Regions from separate parts of the Mus musculus genome. Here region 1 is linked to region 2. Evidence: chromatin contacts called from public promoter capture Hi-C data. All regions are on one chromosome and are shown on one strand. The core of a region is the stretch at or near the end of the contact, and the rest is flanking DNA. Distances in the headings are between cores, read along the strand shown. Region 1 overlaps Arhgap39 (Rho GTPase activating protein 39). Region 2 holds the start of Zfp647 (zinc finger protein 647).

The links. Promoter capture Hi-C pulls out the DNA fragments that hold promoters and counts their contacts.
Region 1: a contact with region 2 is called in a promoter capture Hi-C map of 3T3-L1-derived adipocytes, with 3 times the contacts expected there. The contact joins the enhancer-like site here to the promoter of Zfp647 in region 2. A contact is called at or near these places in 8 of 39 promoter capture datasets (the 3T3-L1 cell line, 3T3-L1-derived adipocytes, the C10 cell line and 4 more), 1 of 15 datasets of contacts at CTCF or cohesin (large pre-B cells), 8 of 115 datasets of contacts at active chromatin or transcription factors (the 230-238 cell line, bone marrow-derived macrophages, embryonic midbrain and 4 more) and 3 of 9 other capture datasets (adipose tissue, liver and pancreatic islet).

Annotation. Positions count from the first base shown.
Region 1 is chr15:76,779,632-76,784,477 of GRCm38.p6, forward strand. The region is part of intron 1 of Arhgap39 (Rho GTPase activating protein 39); the gene reads right to left. Among named protein-coding and RNA genes, the nearest start is that of Arhgap39, 36 kb to the right of the region's middle. Within about 2 kb of position 1,295, at least 75 of the 459 cell types and tissues checked have an H3K27ac peak or open chromatin away from gene starts, as enhancers often do. A contact at or near this core is called in 3T3-L1-derived adipocytes, adipose tissue, bone marrow-derived macrophages and 1 more, where this site is marked.
Region 2 is chr15:76,922,016-76,927,258 of GRCm38.p6, forward strand. Zfp647 (zinc finger protein 647) reads right to left here and starts at 3,433. Exons shown (of 5, transcript NM_172817.3): 1 at 3,361-3,433.

The DNA.
Region 1 (4,846 bases), core at 45-2,544, 140 kb before region 2:
AAGGCCCTCAGCTACTGCCCTGGTGGCCTGCCTCTCTGCTTTCTGTCATGGCTGACTAACCCTCTGAAACTGTAAGCAAGCCCCCACATTAAATGCTTTTTAAAAGCTGCCTTAGTCATGGTGCCTCTTCACAGCAGCAGAACAGCAATAAGATACCTTCCTTCATCAGCTAGCTGTCTGCTTTCATTTTCCCTTACACTGCTGGAGAATAGGTCTTTTCCACATCTGGACCGGAACCACTGGCTATCAACCAGTGTCTCTGCTGTCCTGGCCCCCTTCTCCCCAGGTCTCCCCAAACTCTACTTTTCTCATATAGCATGCTTTCCCATTTACTTGCTCTCCATGAGACTAATATTTGTCCTATTTCTTGATGCTACTAAGTGGAGGGAATTTCCTGCTATAAAGTTTACTACCAGTTTCTTCAGCTCTGCCAGCTCGCACGTTTTTGGTATATATATATATATATATATATATTTTTTTTTTTTGGTAGATTTTTTTTGGTGAACAGAGACAGTTCCATATGAAATTCCTTTCACACTAACTCTAAGTTTCTCTTTAGCCGTGTCCTTTATCCTTTTCCTTCCCTTACTGTCTACATGAGTACCCCTTTGGCTATGAATTACTTCTTTTATTCATCACTATTATTTGCAGTCCTGGAGATGGAACCCAGACCTTTATATATGGTGAACAAATACTCTATCACTGTTGGCGTATACTCCAACTTCTATGGAGCAAGACTGACCCAAACTGGATGTTGTTCCAGAACCATTCTGTACCAAACCTTCTTACAGGCTTCATCTAGAAGTGAGGTTCTGGCATCATTCGTGACAGAACCTAGCGCAGGCCAGCAGTGAACTCAGGTGCTCGCCCGAGACTCTGTTTTGTCACAGTTTAGGCCATGCTATGTGTCATGGCCAGTTTGAGTCTCTAAACAGCAACAACTCAACGACAACCAGGTAGTTCAGGGACGAAAGCCTCCAGAGTGCTTGCTTCTTTCTCTTAGTGGTGTGTGTGGATGCTTTCCCGATAAGCATGTCTGTGCTCCATATGTATATGCCTGGTGCCCTGGGAGGCCAGGGGAGGATGCTCAACCCCTGGGACAGGTGCAAATCAAGCCTGGGTCCTCTAGGAGAACAAAACCCAGAACCACTGAGCTATCTCTCTAGCTTGGCCTCTAGAAGATTTCTGAGCAACTAAGGCAAGGAGCTGAGCCACAGAACGCCTCCTCCTAGGCCAGCCAGTCATCTGCTGGGCGTGTACAGCCCAGTGTGTCTGCTGGTGACTGTCCTTTGGTCCACTTTTGAGGGAGGGAGGACAACAACACTGCTCAAACACAGCAGCAGCATTTCCTGCCCCCGCCCATCTCACCCTGTGAGAGTCTGGATCTTACAGAAAAATGAGGCTCCTCAGTTCCACTTCCTCCCCAGATGCTCTAGTGTATCTTTAACAGCAATCCAAACGAACCAGAGACCCCATTCTTCTAAGGGAATGCTCTACGACAAACAGCATCTCTAAAAGTCACTCTTGCTCCACAAGAGCCTGGCTTTTTGAGACTAAACTGCCCACAGCTCCTCTCTCCCATCTGGCTGACATCCTCTCTGGTCTATGGTTTCTCTCAGATTCTTTGTAGAAAAGATCTTGTTCTTGGTCTTTCATTCTTTTTGCTCATTTCAGTGAGTTTCAAGGAAGCATCAGAATGAATATGTCTTTGGTTAGCCAGCATGTCCAGAAGGCCTGAGGTCCACTCCCAAGGCCATCTGTAAGGAGCTTTCCAAGTCCCGCACAAAGAACCAGTTCACAGTTCACATTGTGAAAGCACACTGTGTGCTGGGCACACAATGCCTCATTCTCCAAGCCCTGTGCCTGCAACCCACAGAGCACAGAGCAGCGCAGTAACCAGCAAGCGTCCTCTCCAAGTCTTCTGTAGCTGCTTCCTATGGCTAGCTTTTTCTTACTGTTGTTATGTTGTTGAGTAAGGGTCTTACTCTACAAACCAGGCTAACAAGAACTCACCATCTCGCCCAGGCTGACCTTGATCTTACAGGAATCCTCCTGCCCCAGTCTTCTATGCTGGGAGTACAGGTATAAACTACCCTAAGTAGCTTCAGGACCTCTTCTCTTCTCCCTGCCACACCTTCCTGTATTCTAGGATCAGCTCTTAAAATGGGAAAAGCGGAACTCTCACCACACCTAAGCAATGATGGGTGGCCACAGCCACTTTGTTGCTGTGCATATGGATTTCTGACTAGAGAAATGACTGGCCACTGTTGCCCTGACAACAGTGAGGACAGCGCGGACCATAAGGATAGTAGCTGAACCCTCACTGCACTTCTGATTGGGTTTTTGCCAGAGACCCCATTTAGCCCAAACAGAAAGGAAGAAAAATCATCTTCAAACTACAAGAAGCAGAAAAGAGCCAAGCATGCCGGTGGGTATGAACAATCCCAGTATTCAAGGGCGAAAGCAGGAAGATCTTTAATTCTAGATCAGCTTGAACTTGCTGGCAAGATCTGGCTTCCAATAACAAAAACAGGACCCAGGGAGGCAGCTCAGTGGGTAGAGGCACCTGCTGCCACACGCCTTAAGTTCAGAGTTCATTCTCTTTAACTGGCAGGGTTGAGAGAAAGCATACCCCCATAAACGGTCCCCTGACTTTTGCATGTGTACGGTGACCTACGTACCCACACCCACACGGTAACACAGAACAGTCAGGAGTGGGTGGGCTCTTCTTCTGTAACCCAGTGGGCACCTTGCTTTTCTGATATGGAGTTCTTTCCCTCGGGCTGGGCCTGCAGGACTGTCTGTTCTTTTCTGTGTAGTCTATACTCTGCTTATGCCTTCTGTGTTGATGTGTAAGTGCTGCTGTCAACAGAGTGGCATGCCTTCACTTGCAGTAGTGGTCCAATGAGACCCATGTGCATCCCATTCCCATTTGTTTTCTTGGGGCTACCTCACTTTCCTGCCTGGGTGCGGTGTTCTGGGCTCATCCTTTTCCTTGCTGCATCTCCGTGTGAAGCTGTGGTATCCAAGCATCTGCCTCAGGCCACTGACATGGCCTTTGGCATGTCAGTCCTTTTCATAACTACCGTGAGGGAAGAAAAAACTACTGCCATTATGTCAGAAGTGCCCAACTGTTCTGATGATGGGTTCCCATCAAAATATTCACTGCTGTAATACAAGGAGGCATGTTCCAGCGATGCCAGGGTTTGACTACTTAATGAACCTGAGAAAGTCCATTTTCTACTGTTGACACAGTTGAAGGACCAACTACTGCCAGTTTCCCTTCCCCATCAGAGGATAGCTGACCTTGCCAGAAAGGACTATGCTAAGGAGACAGCAGGAGATTTAGGCCTCAGAAGGACCCACACAGATCACAGTGGGCAGTGATAGAAGGCCCAGCATCTTGTTTCCTGTTAGAAGGGATAGGCCCTTACTCAAAGGGTCCCAGAGATGGATGCTCCTGTGCCCACAGGTTTTGTACTCCATGTTTAGGGCCTACAGAATATGCAAAGCTGCCAATAAAGGAAATGGCTTTGTCTTATACCTTTCTGCCTTCAAACTGCTACTGCCTTTATCTATCTTTCTTTTTAGTTCCTTCCTCCTTCCCTCCCTTCCTCCCTCCTTCTCTCTCTCTCCTTTCTTTCGACAATGTCTCATGTAGTCTAGGCTGGCCTCAAACTCTCTATATACTGGAGACTGGCTTGAACCCCTAATCCTTCAGCCTCAACCTCTCCAGTGCTAGGATTATAGGTGTGCACCACCATGCCTGGCCTGCCAATCCTTTATATGGATGCCTGATATACAGCAGAGGCAATGGTAGGAATGGTTGCATCACCTGATAGTCGCTGCCTTTTCCTGGGCATTCATCATACTTTTCACTACTGTGTAGGGCACAGTTGGAGGTAGGCCCTTTTAGTCTCCATCTCATGGACTAGCAGAGAGCAACCATGGTTAATGGCCTGTGTTGATGCCAGGACAGCTGGCAGATAAGAGACACACAGCACACAGAGTCAGGGCCTGTTTTAGGAAGATCTCCTCCAAACCCAGCATGTCTATTTCCCAAGTGAAGGGCAGGCTTGAGATACCTACAGAGTAGGCCAGATGCCACTCACATGACAGTATCAGGCCCTCTGAATGCCCCCACCCCCACCACTGTTCTGGCTGCTCCTCCTCCCACCCCTCACTGTGGGAAAGTTCCGGTCATGAGTGGGCGAGAAGGTTCTCATTTCCAACTTCCTACACGGAGTTCTGGAACAGAGGACGCTCTGTGCTGGCTCCTGATGGGGTCTGTTTGAGAATGAGCCCCGGAAACGGCAATCTGTTCCTAGTACCAGTAATACCCTCACATAACCAGTTCTTCCTCACTATCTTCAAAACTGGTGGGCTGCCCATGAGTACATGCTCATGTGCCCGTGTGACTCTGCCAGCACTTGGCCCTGGCACGGAGGAGTCTGCCATTGAGGGAGCTGACGGTCGATTAAGGGCACATTTAGTACCACCCTCAGAGACCCTCTCACACTCTCTCTGTATCTGCACAGGGAACACAGGAGCCAATGGGAACAATAAGGTCAGGAATGGAGCCATGGGGAAAAAAAAAAAAAAGGAATGGAGCCATGGTACTGACCAGTAGGAAGCCTGTGGCAATGTTCACTGAGGTAGCCATTGTACCTTGGGCTGGGCTAGAAAGGAAAGAGCCAAAGTGGTCCACATGATTTCAGCAGGTGAGGACACTCAAGGCCCACTTTGCAGAACAGTTGAAGGAGATGCTGCTCACATTGATAGCTTCCACTGGCCAATTCTTGTTCTATGCTGTCCTGGCTGTCACCAAAGTGACCTGGGGCTACCT
Region 2 (5,243 bases), core at 2,183-4,682:
GAAATGAGCACAGTTGCTTGTTCGGGGAGAGACTCAAAATTGCTAGAAAAACAGATGATTAACTAAGTGCTTAAGTATTTTGCTAAATATTAAAATTAAATCTTTACACAATCCTCAATAAAATGCCACAAAGTGGGTCCAAGACAAAAGATTTTGAGATTTTTAAAAAATGACAAAGAAGACACATCAAGCTGTACATGGAGGCTGAAACCTGTAATCCCAGAACCGAGGAGGCTGAGGCAGGAGGATCTTAAGAGCTCCAGGTCAGCAGGGGCCACCCAGGAATCATGTCTCAAAGGAAATCAGGCACACACTGTGGGGGAAAGTCTGCGTGGGAGACAGACCAGAAAGGGAATGGATTTCCAATACACGCCTGGACCAGAGAGCATCTTCAGGCCAAAAAGCCACAGCTCCACCATGGAACAAAAGCCAAAGAGAATGACCTGAAACTGCATACCAGAATTGCCCTCGTTTGCATAGCGAGAAGCTGCAGACAAAGTGACTTACCCTCTCTACCCATGACCATCCCTGACCAGTCTGGCAGCCCACAGCCCACAGTATACTCAGGCAGTTCTCTATCTGCCGTGTTCCTGTGCACTTTGTGGTATACTAAACAAATCTATTTTTGTTTTAAAGACTGGGTGAGGGCTGGCGAGATGGCTCAGTGGTTAAGAGCGCCGACTGCTCTTCCGAAGGTCCCAAGTTCAAATCCCAGCAACCACATGGTGGCTCACAACCATCTGTAATGAAATCTGATGCCCTCTTCTGGAGTGTCTGAAGACAGCTACAGTGTACTTACATATAATAAATAAATAAATCTTAAAAAAAAAAAAAAAGACTGGGTGAGTTCACCAAACAAAACTCCACATCCACACCTCAAGTCCAACCAAATTAACCAACCAAATTAACCAACCAATAAGAAACCTAATGTATGCTGGGCAGTAGTGGCACACGCCTTTAACCCCAGCACTTGGGAAGCAGAAACAGGTGAATCTCTGTGAGTTTGACACCAGACATCTATCTCTACAGAGATAGATGTCTTCCAGGCTAGCCAAGGCTACACAGAGAAACCCTGTCTCAAAAAGCTAGCAACCAACCACACAACTGAACAAAAAACCCTTATGCACATCAAAACCACCTGAAACTCCCAAAATAGGGGCAGAGACAATGGCTGTCCTTCTAGAGACTCTGGGTTCAATTCCCAGCACCTACATGGAGGCTCACAGCCATCTGTCACTCCAGTTCCAGGATATCTGACGCCCTCTGCTGGTCTCCTCAGGAACTGTACACATGTGGTACATAGACATGCACACAAGCAAAACATCTGTACACACAAAATAAAATAGACACATCTGAGAACCACAAGATTCCTCCCCAAATAGGCCCGAGCACAGGGAAGAATTTAGTGTAAGACACCGGTGCGTTTTCAAGTAAGCAAAAAGATAAAGTATCCAACAGATACTGTTAGTGGGGACGATTGAGGGGGAGAGGAGAGAAGCTGGATTCTAATTTCATCCCTTATCTACATAAATTCCATATAGAATCAGTACTCTACAAGTACCAGACAAAATCGGATTATTTAGAAAAATAATCTTGAAGTAAGGAAGCCCCTTAAAACACAGCAAGAAGCCAAAATACTGTAATGGGAAATATTTTGCCCATAAAACAAAACCAATACCAAGATCCTTCTAGTTGTAAAATAAGTAAATAAAATCAAAGAAGACACTTTCTCAATGGAGTAAAAAACAGACAAACAAACAAGAAAGCAAAAAAAAAAAAAAAAAAAAAACCCATAGGGAAGTGTGTTTTTAACATACAGAAAAAGAATACAAGCTGGTGGTCAATCTGACCAGGAATGCAAACAGCTAAAAGACAAACGCAGAGGTGGAAATTGAAACATCTGTATGGCAAGAAAGCCCCAGGGACTGGTCACCTATATGGTGGTAAGGTGGCTTATTAGCTCTAACCTGTTAGTCCCATTCCACTTCTCTGTGTCCCCTACAAGGAAATCCCCAGTGTGCAAAATATCAGAACTAATGTCCACCCAGCTTTAAGTATCTCTATAGTGGAGCTCAGGGGAACCTTCCTTTTATGTTAGTGACAGGAATGTCCACACGCATTAGTAGGAGTGCCTGATTCCAATCATTCTAGAGAGCTCCACAGGAAACTGCTTCTAGTGTCACTATGCATTCACTATGTCAGGATGCTAGGCAGAGTAACATTTAAAAGAACTACTGTGGGCTGGGGAGATGGGCCAGTGGGCATGACATCCAATGTCCTTCTCTGGCCTTAGAGAATACAGCTGTGCCCATACTTCATCGCCCACATACAAGGGAGCTATTATTGTATACAATTTTCCTGTGTGTGCGTGCGTACCTACACATCAGCAAGCACATAGAGGCCAGCAGACAACCTTAGGTGTTATTCCTTAGAAACCTTTCACCATTGGGGGGGGGGGGGGCGGGGGCGGGGAAATACGGTCTCTTACTGGCCTGGAACTCACCAAGTAAGCTACTAAGCGGCAGAGATGGGGATGGCAGCACTCATCAGCACATCCAGATTCAGGTGTCTAACTGAGCCATACATGTGGAGGCTGGAGGGATGGCTCAGCGGTTAAGAGCACACGTTTTTTTCCCCCGTCTAGGACCCACACTTGATTCCCAGCACCCACATGGCGGCTCACAGCCAATTCCAGGGAACCCGATGCCCTCTTCTGGCCTCCGTTGGCACCAGGCATGCACATGATATACAGTACAGATACACACGCAGGCAAAGCACATAAATACATATAAAAAAATTAAACAAGAAAATGCCACGTTAGAGAAGTTGTCATCCATTAAAAGGGGCCTTTGCAAAGTAACAAGAGAGCAACAGCAGAAAAATAAAACAAATCCAAGAAGAAGCTGGGCTAATGGGGAGCAGAGCGGAGCACCTTCAGTTTGACAAGAAATGTCCTTCGCTGCTGAGGATGCATGGGACTTAAAATGCTGTATGGTGGCCCTGACTGTAGTCCGGGTTATGGGAGAGGATCGTGCGAACCCAGGACTTCCAGGGCAGTCTGGGACGCGGTTATTTCACCAGACAAAACCTCATCCACTGCCCAAGCCAAACCAAATTAACCAACCAGTAGGAAACCGTATGCACATCAGAACCGTCTGAACTCCGGACCGGGCTAGCGGGAGCCACCGCGAAGGGTCCCGGGGAGGGGCCTGGAGGGTTCGAGGGACCGGAGGGTGCAGCCTGGGTCAGCAGCCCGGCCGCAGCCATCCATCGGGGGGAAGGGCTGGCATACGCGAGGGCGCGGAGCTTTGGGTGCGGATGAAGGAGAGGGTCCCGCGCAGCCGACAGAGCGCCACTCACCATCTGCCGCAACCTCTCGCCCTGTGGCGGCAGCTTCGGCTCCCTAAGACAAAGGGGCCGTCCCGCCCCGTCTGCGCAGTCGTCAATCTCAGGGGACCCCGCCCCTAGGTCCCCACCCCCAACCCCCACCCCAAGTCCCGGACCGGGACGCGGGAGGATCGGATGGCCGTCCGCCTCCAGCTCTTCTTGCAGGACTTGATGCCCTGCGCCCCGGGGCCACCGAGAGCGTAGGCCTCCGCTGTGCCTAGAGAGACCGCGTGCTGACCCGGACCGCGCCTGCTCTTTGAGGCTGTAGCGGAAGCGGCGGCCGCAGTCCCTACAAATCCGAGTGCCTCCCGGCCTCGCCCCCTCCCTGCCGCCCCTCTTCTCCCGAGGGCCTTCGGTCACTTCCGCCAAGATCTGTGCTTGCCCTCTAGCGATTTCCCTGGTGGCCAGGCAGCCTGGACCACTGGTCTCGAGACCCATCAGGCTGACTCGGGCTGCTTGGGTTTAGTTTACAGTGTAGTGTGTGTTCAACTTCTTAAGGGACGGCCAGTCTGTCTTGTGTCCTCATCAACACATTCCCTAGACTAGCAGTGTATGACAGTTCCAATTGTTGTTTGTATTTGCCCACACTTGGTGTAAGCAGGCTTTTAGAAATTTAGTTATTCGGGGCTGGAGAGAGGCTCAGCGGTTAAGAGCATTAACTGCTCTTCTAGAGGTCCTGAGTTCAATTCCCAGCAACCTCATGGTGGCTCACAACCATCTGTAATGGGATCTGATGCCCTCTGCTGGTGTGTCTGAAGACAACTACAGTGTACTCACATACATGAAATAAATCTTTAAAAAAAATTGAGTTATTCCAGGGCTAGAGGAATGTACAACAGACTGGGTGTTTGACAAACGTGCACGAGGCTGAGTTTAATCACTCGTATCCATGTGAAAAGGCTGGGTGTAATAGTGCTTGCTTAGAACCCCAGCACAGGGGAGGCGGAACAAGGCCGAGCTGTGTAGGGCTCTCTGGCCAGCCAGTCTAGAGTCACTGGCAAGCTTCAGGTTCTGACCTGTTGAGAAGCCCTTTCAAAAGATAAAACAACAAAATACCGTGGTGCGCAGCTCCTCAGACTGACCCTTAGTGGCCCTGTATGCACACATATTCTCTGCTGGAAATTAAAGTCAGGGACTCTAGTATAAGCATATAGTATCTCAGTAGCACTCGATCCTACCCTCCGTTATGGCTTCAATTTTTATTTCTCTAATTGTAGTGGTTACGTGTCTTCTGTTACAAAATACTGGCAGAGGCAGAGGAGGCAGAGGCAGAGTCAGAGGGCCAATCTCTGTGAGTTTGGGGCCAGCCTGGTCTATAGAACAAATTCCAGGACAGCTGAGGCTACACACAAAGCATGGGGCTGGAGGAGGAAATGTCTGGGAGATAGGGAGCAAGAACAGCTCTTGTGGATCAGGGTGATGGAGCCTCCAGGTTTTTGTTCTTGGATTTTTAAAGTGTGTGTGCCCCAGAGGGGGCCAGGTTTTTTTGTTTTTGTTTTTTCGAGACAGGATTTCTCTGTATATCACTGGCTGTCCTGGAACTCACTTTGTAGACCAGGCTGACCTCGAACTCAGAAATCCACCTGCCTCTGCCTCCCAAGTGCCTGGCTGTTTTTTTTTTTTTTAAAGATTTATTATTTATTATATATAAGTACACTGTAGCTGTCTTCAGACACACCAGAAGAGAGTGTCAGATCTCGTAACCACTGAGCCATCTCACCAGTCCCCGAGGCAGCTAGTTTTAAAGCAGTCACAATATAGAGAGGCCACGGATGTCCACGAGACATGAGGGAAGGGGGGGGGGCTAAAAATATTTTGGAGGGTATGGATATATACATCATTGATACAGTTGAGCT